Linked DNA regions of Gossypium arboreum: region 2 is linked to region 1. A link is a contact called in public Hi-C data. All regions are on one chromosome and are shown on one strand. The core of a region is the stretch at or near the end of the contact, and the rest is flanking DNA. Distances in the headings are between cores, read along the strand shown.

Region 1 (5,564 bases), core at 1,370-3,869:
GTAACTTGATGCAGATAGGGCAGCAAGATATCCATTTCTTGATGTCTCTAAAAGAGGTTTGCTTACCTGCCGATGAATGTTCATAATAGATAAGCAACTTGATAATATTTGAGAAAAAACAAATATTAATATTGAGAACACCACACCTCTGGTCCATTTGCAAGGGAGTGAACAAGAATGTCAATGCTGCCAAAATCCTTTTTCACACATTCAACAAGCTCCTGTGAGACATTACTACAAAGTGGTCAGTCTTAACCATATGAAACACAAAGAAAGTCATTTTAATCACAGCACTGGAGAACTAATATGATCTTGATATGCCCCAATGGTTAAAGTTCAACACCCAAGTTTTTTTAACACAAATATCTAGAATGCAAAGTTTGCAGCTTATCGAGCCCATAAAAATATTATTAAACTATGATTATGGCCAAGTAGGACACTCTGTTTTTGTGAAATGCAAATGATTTTTACATCTAATTAACAGGTGAAGACATGGATCACTACAAATACATGATCCATCCATTTTCTGGCAAATAAAAGATGACATTAGGAAAATGGTAAGCAACATAAATTTGACATTGTGGTTTATGATTTACACAGCTCTAAGCCTCTAGCTATTTAAGGGAAAAAAAAAACAATGCAGTTCATTAAAACATGCGAAAGGCATCTTAGATATCAAAAGTCGAGCATGCCATGCAGCTGAGATGGATATTGTAGTAACTCACAGGTATTGAAACAATGATAATATGTACCCAACTAAAAAGAATGATTTTATCTTCCCCATGGAATGTGAAGGCGACTTAAATAGTTACATATTATGAGGTTTGATTTGACAGAGCAGTTTTCCACCTGAACTGTCCAGTTTGAAGACCCGGCGTAACGTTTGTTTGTTTCCACCTGAAGGAAACCAAAAATTAGGATATTACAAAAAAAAAAAAATCAATATTTGCCTTCTTCTAAAACCATACGGAGAAAAAGGCTTACATCTACAGGTACATCCTCGGGAGAGTCATAAACAGCATCCATGGGATAAACTTTGGTGATCTCCATTAATGACCCATCTGGCAATCTGGAAAAGAAAATTCCAATCAGCATACCGTAAGTGAGAAATCGGCAAATACCAAAATCTACGCAATCAACAGGAAAGAACATTTTTGTTCTTACATGCGTGATTCATCAAATTTCCCACGTCTTAGACTGCTTTCGAATATGTTGAGTGCCTGCAAAAAGAAATGTTTGCAGTTATAAGAAAAACTGTAAAAAAGTACAACTTTGACCTTAAAATGAGACTCTTTGCTTCTAAATGACACATATGTTATATAAAGATACATACAGGCACCCATGTTCCAACAAGAATTTCAGCTCCAGCAGCAGCAAGAGATTTTGCTATTGCCCAACCATACCCATTGTCATCAGCAACACCAGCTATAAATGCTCTTTTACCTGCAAACCGACACATCATATTAGATGTTCAAGTGGTTTACGTCCATACTGCACAGACAAATTTCATGTCTTAAGAGCTTTTCAGTCATGTCAAGATTCAAAAAACATGGTTAGCTGATACAACATCATCATGTATTCTAATCTGTATTCAACATTATTGAATTAACGCATAGAAGTTATAAGAGAGGGGGAAATAAGGACAGGTTACCTCTCAAATCAATAGGAAGTCCAGACAAAGGCTTGTTGTCACTTTGTTCAGACATGGCTCTTGTAACAAACTTTTCAAACTTGACAGGCTTTGAAGTGATCCTATGGAGGAACGGCTGCCTTGACGAGATGTGAGAGGCACTTGCAAGCCCTGACCATGATGCCTCTTTATGCTGAGCGATGATGTTCACCATGGTCGAGACAACAATTTTACGAGAAGAAGAAATACAAGGTTTAATGTTGGTCATGTAAGGGCCAGGAGTTGCTGCGGTTCCCATATTTTCTTCTTTTATCTTACTTGAATCACCCAAAGTCAATACAGTTCTACAAGATCAAGTGGAACAGTTAAATAATCAAGGGAAACACAAGGCATTATGGTTAACAGAAAGGCAACATTTTTAAGTAATATCATTAGCAAGAGTGATAACTTTATAAAATAAGAGACACCAACATCTCCTCTGTGGGAATGTAATAAGATGACAAAAACTTTTTCTTGGTAAATAAATTGTCTCCAACACCCAAATCTCTGGTTGGCTTGGCCATTGTGTGGTGTAATGCTCTGACATGTAATAAATGGTTGGTTATTTTCATCAGATTTCTAAGGGACCAAATTAGAAGCAGAAGATTTCCCTTAATGCTCAAATAAACATGTAAATGGAATGAAGGCATTAGTAAAGTTTGAATAACATTGAGCAAGAAATAACATGGAAAGATCTGAAAACTCACCGAAGCAAAGGAGGAGGAAGATTGGGTTATGAATGTGGGGATTGTACGGAAAGAGCAGTGAGGTGATGAGAATATAAAGAAAAGAGGAGGGAAGTGGGGTTATGTTTTGGGGGTTTCGATGAAACCGAAGTGGTTGATGGAGTTTTGGTTTCCAACAGTTGGGAAGCAACGACGGGAGCTTTGGAAATGTCGACCTCAGTTTGGTTTTGGATCCTTACTCAAATTACTATTATGCCCTTCTTTCTCTTTTTGTTGGCTGTGAATGGATTGGACTCTTGACTCGTTGATTTGACTTGCTGTCAAAAATAGCCTTATGGCCCGAATTATACTTGTTTTTTCAATTTTAGTACTTAAAAATTTTTGTCTCACCTTTCTATTTAAATTATTTTTATTATCCAAATTAATTTAAGGCATAAAAGAAAATAAGATATATACGTGAGACTATTAGAATATGTGACATCATTTTTTTTATTTTAATACAATTTATATTCTATTGATTAAAAATAAAAAAATCATAGAACATATAAAAATAAAAATATTTAAAAATTCTAAAATACTAAAATTTTAAAATTCTAAAATATATAAATATAAATTTTAAAAATCATAATAATATATAAAATTGTAAATTTTATAAAATTGAAAAATATTTAAATTTTAGAAAATTAAAAAATTCCATTTTCAAAAATATATATTCAGGAATAAATTTTATTTCAAATTCTAAAAATTCAAAATGAATAAAAAGTAAAAAAGAAAAGTTTAACTTCAAGAAAAACTTAATGTCTAGAAATTAAAAATTTTAATTTATAATTTAGACGTAGGTCAATATTCGATCAAATATCGATCAATGATGGCCAATGATTGATCAAAGTTAATGTATTAAAATATTTAGTTTTTAAATATTCTTTTTCTACTTTTTCATATAAATTTAAATTATTTAATTTTAATAAATTTATTGTCACACGCCAGAGGTGAAGCAAAAAAAAAATTAGGGGCGAAATAAAATTTTAATTTTAATAGTTTATATATTTATAATTTTTAAAGGATTAAATAAATTTTCATAATTTTAGGGGGCCAAAGTGTAATTTTACCTTTACTAATTTAAAATTTTAAAATTTTTTAGAAGGCCAAAACAATAATTTTCCATTTCAGGGGGCCGGGGCCCTTGTCAACCCCCCTGGATTCGCCTCTGCACACTGCACATTCTAATTGGTTGGATGTGCCACATGGCATGTGATGCGAGCGCGCCCAACGGTTCAGCTAGTTCAAGTAAAGATCATCTGACGCTACCACAAGGCCTTATCACCCGAGCTCGAGCTAAGGCTTTCAAAGATTCTATTTCAACTCTTGTAGCTCGAATTTGGGATGAAACTCAGCCCAGCCGCAGCGAGGAAGCTTAAATTAACTCTTCCAATTCACCTCGCAACTTGCTACTAGTTCAGATTCAGCTCATGTCCAGCTCCCCAGCTCGGGTCCAGCTTACGAGTCCGAACCTAGCTCGGATTTAGCTCACGAGCTTACCCCCAGCTCATCACTAGCTCATACACCTATATCGAGCTCAATAAGTCTATTCGTCCCTAGCTATTAAATAAGATTGATGCATTAAATAAATTTGAACATATTTTTTTAAATAATTAATTTGTTTAATTCTGGACATTTTAAATAAGTGTGCCGAATTTAATTAGGTTATTACATGTTATTAATATGTCTTGGTTTAACTAGGATTTAATGTGTCCAAATTACTACAATTATTTGTTATGTTAGTCGAATTTATGAGTGTGTTTAATATGTTAATATTTGCTGCCACCTTAATGTGTTCACATTGGTGATTAATGCTTGATTTTAATGTTGCAGGTACATCACTCCTTGGACGGTAAGATGCATGGATGAATTAAGTTGGAATGATGATTTTTGGACTTTCCAAAGCAACCATTCGGCCAAAAGTCACTTTATCCTTCAATTCTCCAAAGTGGCTGAATCTCTTCCCCATGTTAACATCAAAGCATTCACACTAGGAGTTCACACATGCAACCATTCGACTACTTGTGTTCACACCTCAAAGGCTATTCATGCTCCTATGTTCACACTTATTATGTCTCTTCATGAAGCCCATTTAAGACATCACCTTTGGATGAAACCACATGAACTTAATGCCTCAATTAAAGTGTTGGCTGAACCTACCCAAGCATGCATGAAGACCATTCATCCAAGTGCATCAATGCTTAGCTATGAAGTCTTCCATCCACCTCCCATTCGACCGAACATGGACATGCACATTGAAAGATCATTTCTAGAATTTTCATAGTCATTATTAATTACATTGCTTAGTTGTTAAGCCTATGAACTTGACTATTCGGCTAGCAAAGGCTACTAGTATAAATAGTTGTTCATTGTCATTGTAAAAGAATTTTTGGACTCTTTGCTAATGTTATGCTGCCAAAATTGTGAGGCAACTTTTTCTTCATTTCGTTCAAAGATTCGATTGGCTTTCCTAGCGATCTAGTTGGTCAACCATTTTCTTTGTCGAACCCGAACTTATCACTACCCATAGTGTGGCGTTCGAACATACCGAGGTTCCTATCTTGTTAGATAGTGGGTCGAGGTTTCCTTTACCAAACCTAAACCGAACTCAAAGGGCCTATAAACTACGGGTCGATACCATATCGGTATTTGTTCTTGTTTGCACTTTTGGTTCAATCTATATTTCTTTCGAAACCAGTTCGTACCAAATCAACAAAATCGTCCATTTCTTACCATACCGACCTTTTTTTACTCAATCCATCTTACCTAGTTGAACCTTTCTTAACATTTCTTTCTTAGCCTTTCTTCAACTATCCAACTCCTTCAACTAAACTTTACGTAACTTCTTATCGACGATCGGGCAACTACGAATATGACTCGACTCTCCCGAGATGGATCGTATCAGCATGTTATGATGGGTACCACATGTAAATTGATTTTTTAATGACATTACCAAAAAAATAGTGGTAAATCAAGTAATAGAGGATAGTATAAGTACGAAAGTGAGACAAGAAAAATATTAATGTAACAACCCGTTTTCAGTGGTGTCGAAAATAGTGATTTCAAGACCACAACCCCGACGTGTAAGTCCGTAAATATTAATTATAATTAATATTTACGATGTCATTTGTGCTATATTGAAATTCGCTCCAATAATTTTAATGCTTAGC
Region 2 (5,564 bases), core at 2,208-4,707, 440 kb after region 1:
GCTCTCCATCTACTCTTATGTTAGCTTCCCGATGTGGGATCCCTCCATCACCAGAGTTTAAAACCAACACTAACTCTTTCCGTCCCAACATAGCAAAATAATCAACCTTTGCGTGCCAAGGGATTTGAACCAAAGTCCTCTCACATGCCAACTCACGCCACCACCACTAGGCCATCAACTCATTTGTGTCATAAATCCAACACATTAAACTTTAAAGTGCACCTCCTTGCTTCCAGATTTATTGAAAAGAAAAACCAAAATATATTGCAAAAGCCAAGACTTGAACCTTGGACCTCTTGCTTCCTCTATGGCGTCACTTCCTTGTCCCCTAAATGGCGCCACCTTTACACTACACCATACTCCTTTTTGTGTCATCTTTTACCCCCTTACTCTTAAAAGCCCAAACGCCAATTGCATCACCTGTTCATAAAATTAAAATTTCGAAGACTACCACGGATTTAACTTAAGTTTGGGCCTTCCAAAGGCCCACTAACCTACTAAAATATATATTTTAACCAACCAGAATACACACAAATTTTAAAAATCACAGAAACATAGAAAACCCAAAAATTGGGGCGTTATATTGTTTGTGATAGTAGTTGTAGGATCATGAGGTATAATGATGAGAGTATTAAGGGTCTCATCTTCATTGAAAGTCTCCCCCTGAAGATGAGATGCTACAAAGTATGGTTCATTTTCAAAGAAGGTAACATCCCGAGAGACAAATATTCGGCGTAAGGTTGGTGAGTAACACTAATAGCCTTTTTGTGTGGGGGAATATCCAATGAAGATGCAGGTGTGGGTTCGAGGATCAAGTTTAGATTGATTTGGTTGATAGTTATGGACAAAAACTTTGCAACCGAATATTTTGGCTGGAAGATTAGGAACACGAAATAGAGGAAAGGACTTTAGAAGGGTATTTAGAGGTGTTTGGAAATTGAGGACCTTTGATGGTATTTGGTTTATGAGATAGCAGGCAGTGAGGACAGCCTCTCCCCACAAGTATTTTGGAACATTCATGGTGAACATTATGGCTCGAGCTACAGCAATGAGATGTCGATTTTCTCTCTTGGAGATCCCGTTTTGTTGAGGAGTGTCAGGACAAGAGCTTTGGTGTATGATGCCTTGGTCAGAAAGGTATGGCTTAGGACAGAGTTAAAGTATTCTCTCCCATTGTCAGTGTGGAGAGTATGTATGGTAGAGTTGAACTGGGTTCGAACCATTGAGTGAAAATTTTGGAGTACTTTAGGTGTTTCAAATTTTTCTTTGAGGAGATAGACCCAACATACCCTTGTGTGATCATCAATGAATGTTATAAACCACCTAGCCCCTGTAATATTTTTCACTCAGCTGGCTCCCCATAGGTCACTGTGGATTAATGAAAATGGTTGGGACTGGATATATGGTTTTAATGGGTATGGCACACGGGTATGTTTGGATAATTGGAAAATTTCACACTTCAAGGAATTAATACTTTTATTTCGAAATAACAGTGGAAGATGTTTCTTCAAATACAAAAAGTTTGGATGCCCTAACCTACGGTGCCATAACATAATCGTGTCCTCTTTTGAAGTGGATAGAGCCAATCCTCCTTGTGTGCTGTCTTTATTCCAAACATATAGTCCATCATAAACTTTAGCAGTGCCAATCATCCTCCCCGATTTCTGTTCTTGTATCACACAACCAATTGCAGAAAATTCAGCAAGAAGTTTTTCATCCTTAGTAAGTTTACTGATTGAAAGTAAATTGCAGGACAAGTTTGGGACATGTAGGACTTTATCGAGAGAAAAATTCTCTGTTATTTGTACTTCTCCTACTTCAGCCACATGTGAGTAAGAACCATCAGCTATGCAGATTTGGGACTTGTCATGACAAGGGGTGTAGGTGTGAAACAAAGTGGAGTTACCTGTCATGTGATCGTAGGAACCCGAATCGCAATCTAAGAGGATTGATTATTTGATTCAAAGGCAATATTGAGGGCAGTACCTTGGGTGGCTAGAGATCCATGAGCAGTAGAAGTACCAAGTATCTTATGGAGAGTCTCAAGTTGGGTATTGGTTAGGCGAACATCGAGAACATCATCTGCAGTAGTGGAGGATAACAGGGCAGTTTTATTATCATTCTGTTTTTTTTCAGGATAGCCATGGAATTTGAAGCACTTTTCCTTTGTATGACCAACACGGCTGCAGTGGTTACACCATGGTCTGGTTGATCCAGAATCATTTCCAGCACGTGGTTTTTGTGGTTGTGGACCTCTGGAGATGAGGGCAGAGGTCTCAGTAGACCGGTTGCCAAGAGTTGTCACATGTTTAAGTTCCTTTGAGTATCCCATCATGACAAGACGGCTCTTTTCTTCTCTTCTAACTTCTGCAAATGCTTCACCGATGGTTGGTAGAGGTGATCTGCCAAGAATTTAGCCACGAACCTCATCTAACTCACGGTTCAATCCTGCTAGAAACTCATAAAGACGTTCATTGTTGAGGTGAGTTATAAACTTGGTGTGTTCCAAGCCTTCACCCCAATCTGCCTCATAGTATATATCCAATTCCTGCTACAAAATTTTTAGATTGTTGTAGTAGTGAGTTACTTCGAGTGTCCCTTGTCAGATATCCTTTAACTTAAGCTTGATCTCAAATACTTGGGAGGCGTTTCCAAGATCCGAGTAGTTTTCTTTGACTGCATCCCACATGTCTTTTGCAGTTTTGAAAAAGATATAGGTGCGGCTTATATGGCCTTCCATCGAATTAATTAGCCAAGCCATTACAATCGAGTTGTTGAGTTCCCAAGTGGCATAAGTCGATTTAGCTATGGTTGGTCGTGGAATTTCTCCATTGATGTATCCTAATTTGCCACGACCACGAATCACCATAAGGACCGATTGAGACCATTGCAAGAATTTCTTCCCATCTAGTCGATGATTGGTGATTATAAGGGAGGAATTAAGTTCACCTTGAGTGATTCCTTGATTGACATTCTGAGTTATTTGTGAAGTCTCAGTTTTAGATAGAGTTTCATTGAAGTCACCCATGAGAGGAGGACTAAACCGGAGGAATTTTTAGGAAGGGATATTAGAGATGAATGAGCAGGATCGAATGAATCCTAAAGCTCTTGATACCATGAAGAAACTTAGAAAAAGATTATTTTCATTCTGCTAATTAGTTTACACCTATAAAGAGAGGAATTCACACAAACAAGGAAAACAATCCCTAAAAAATAGTAACTTCCTAAGAATCAGTGACTGAAATTAGTTTCTATTTTTAATGCTATATAACTCATCAACTAACTCATTTGAGATATTAAAAATTTAAAATAAGGAAAAAAAAGTAATTGATATCAAGTTTAATTACTAAATGTTGTATTAATCTTTTCAATAATAAAATAGTAGAAAGAGATTTGCAAAATAGAAAACAGTAAAAAAAAAACATGATAAATGCTCATATGGTTAAGCAAGACTGGAGACGCGGGGTATCGAACCCCGTAACTTCTCGCATGCAAAGCGAGCGCTCTACTGTTTGAGCTACATCCCCGAATTGTTATATTGAGGCTTAAAATAAATACATCGTAAAGTGAATTGGATGTATAAAATCTCTCCACTCAGAAGAATTGCCGTAGAGAAATTTCAGTCTCCAATCCAAGTTTCCCGCCATGGAAGTCGACTCGCAAGAACAACTGCAGAGAAAACAATCCACTTACCTCTCTTTAGTAACTCTCACCTCATTTTCTTCCCTTTCACAATATCCTAAAATCTCTTCTGATTTTGTGAAACTATAATCCCCTTTTTCTTTGTGTCTTAGGATGAGAATTTCGAGATTCAGAAGGAAGTTTACAGAGGCCAGCAGTACAGTCAAATTTACTTTGCTCGTCTTCACATGATGAGAACTTTGCTTTACTCCCTTGTGCCCAACTGGAAATCCCATCTCCCCGGTAACCTCTCTTTAAAAAAAAAAAGGAATATTTCGGGAGATTTCCAAAATTGTTTATTCTTTTAATTTATTAACTATGGTACTCTTTTTCCCTCTTCTTATTATGGATTTTGGGTTTTGAAGCAAGCAGCAGCTTTGGCTAGTCATTTTTGGCTGCTTTGTTACCTGCATTTGGAGTTAAGGAATTTTTGTAATTTGCAGTGTCTGGGGCTCTTAGGGTTCGCAGTGAATATAAAAAAAGTCTTTGGTATTAGCTTTTGATTGGTGTGTCCTTACCCTGTGATTATTTGGATTCCATTCTAGAGGTTTTGACTGATTAGCATGGAAGGTTATGTTTGAAATACTGGCATTGTGGCTAAGAATTACTATTGGTACTCATACTCGTTGGGGACTAGTCTGACCTATGTTGCTCGGAATTTTCGTTCTTCTTGGAGTACCCTTGTCCGACACTCGTTTCTGACACACATGAGAATTTGATCTCCAAGGATTCTCCAAAAAGATGGAAAAACTTAGAAAATCTTACAATGCACGTAGGATACACTTGAGTCCAAGTAACATAGACTCTGATAATAATGTATTTCTACTTTCAAGTGTGTATTTCTCATTCAAAAGCTTTCTTCAAGGTGATAGGTTCTATTTTGAAAAAAAAATGCACTAGATACTGTTGCTCATATTTCTGATGAGTTTGTTGTTGGTATTATTTGTGCATCTGAAATTTTGTTGCCTCTGTAGTGTACTTTTTCACATTAGAAATTTGAAGTACCAGAACTTTCCAGTCCTCTCATTGTTTGTGGCTAAAGATAATGGGGATTCAAATAAATTTGTAGTTTGATTGAGTTTTTAGTTTCCATGGAATAATTTAAAAATTTTCCTTCTCTCTTTTTGTAGTTTGTACAGTTTTAGAGCTCGAAGAAGGCAAAGAATGCATCATTGTTGGTACTCTTTATAAGCATATGAAACTCAAACCTTGCATTCTTGATGAATACTCTAAGGAGGTAATATGGTTGTTAATGGATGTATATTATTGATTAGTTTATTTCATTTTGTATATTGAACTCTATGTTGGAAATTCAGTGTTGTTTGACTTTGAACGTTCTGTGTATAATCTTTTTATAATTTACAGAGATCTGTTGCCCCTCTTATAAAACCTCATAATTTTATGCATCAAGATGACTACTTGGTTTTGGAAGATGAAAGCGGACGAGTGAAGCTTGGCGGTACTAAGCTTTCACCCTCAGTTTATGTAACAGGTCTGTATTGCTATCAATTCACTATCCATATTTGGAATTTCTGTTCACAATTGACTTGTTTGTCAATCCATTGGAAATGATTGCATTTGTTGCACTTAATTGCTTCAAAGCCTTGTTTATAGATTACCATGTTGAGCAATTATCAAACTATTAATTGCATTCATGCCTTTAGCTTCTAGAGGAAATCATATGAGCTTGTTGAGGGCCTCAACTATTTGGTTCATTGCATTCAATTTTACTCACTCTTATCATTTTTGAACTTTTCTTTTCTTTTCTTCCCCTTGTTTTTAAACACAAGCTTCTATGATCTAGATATGCATGCCATTGAGTGATATGCAATAACTTACTGTTTATGCACTATCAAGGCTTCAATTAGTGGAATTTATGGGCT

The links. A called contact is a pair of places that touch in the nucleus more often than the background predicts.
Region 2: a Hi-C map of leaf shows a contact between it and region 1, with 4 times the contacts expected there. The contact joins the promoter of LOC108487535 here to the promoter of LOC108486972 in region 1. A contact is called at or near these places in 2 of 5 Hi-C or Micro-C datasets (both in leaf).

Annotation. Positions count from the first base shown.
Region 1 is chr4:55,460,106-55,465,669 of ASM2569848v2, forward strand. LOC108486972 (enoyl-[acyl-carrier-protein] reductase [NADH], chloroplastic-like) reads right to left here and starts at 2,620. Exons shown (of 13, transcript XM_017791141.2): 1 at 2,377-2,620; 2 at 1,652-1,974; 3 at 1,334-1,443; 4 at 1,165-1,220; 5 at 985-1,069; 6 at 850-897; 7 at 147-221; 8 at 1-66. The coding sequence starts at 1,928.
Region 2 is chr4:55,900,149-55,905,712 of ASM2569848v2, forward strand. LOC108487535 (DNA polymerase delta small subunit) reads left to right here and starts at 3,458. Exons shown (of 14, transcript XM_017791906.2): 1 at 3,458-3,702; 2 at 3,795-3,924; 3 at 4,812-4,918; 4 at 5,047-5,173. The coding sequence starts at 3,646.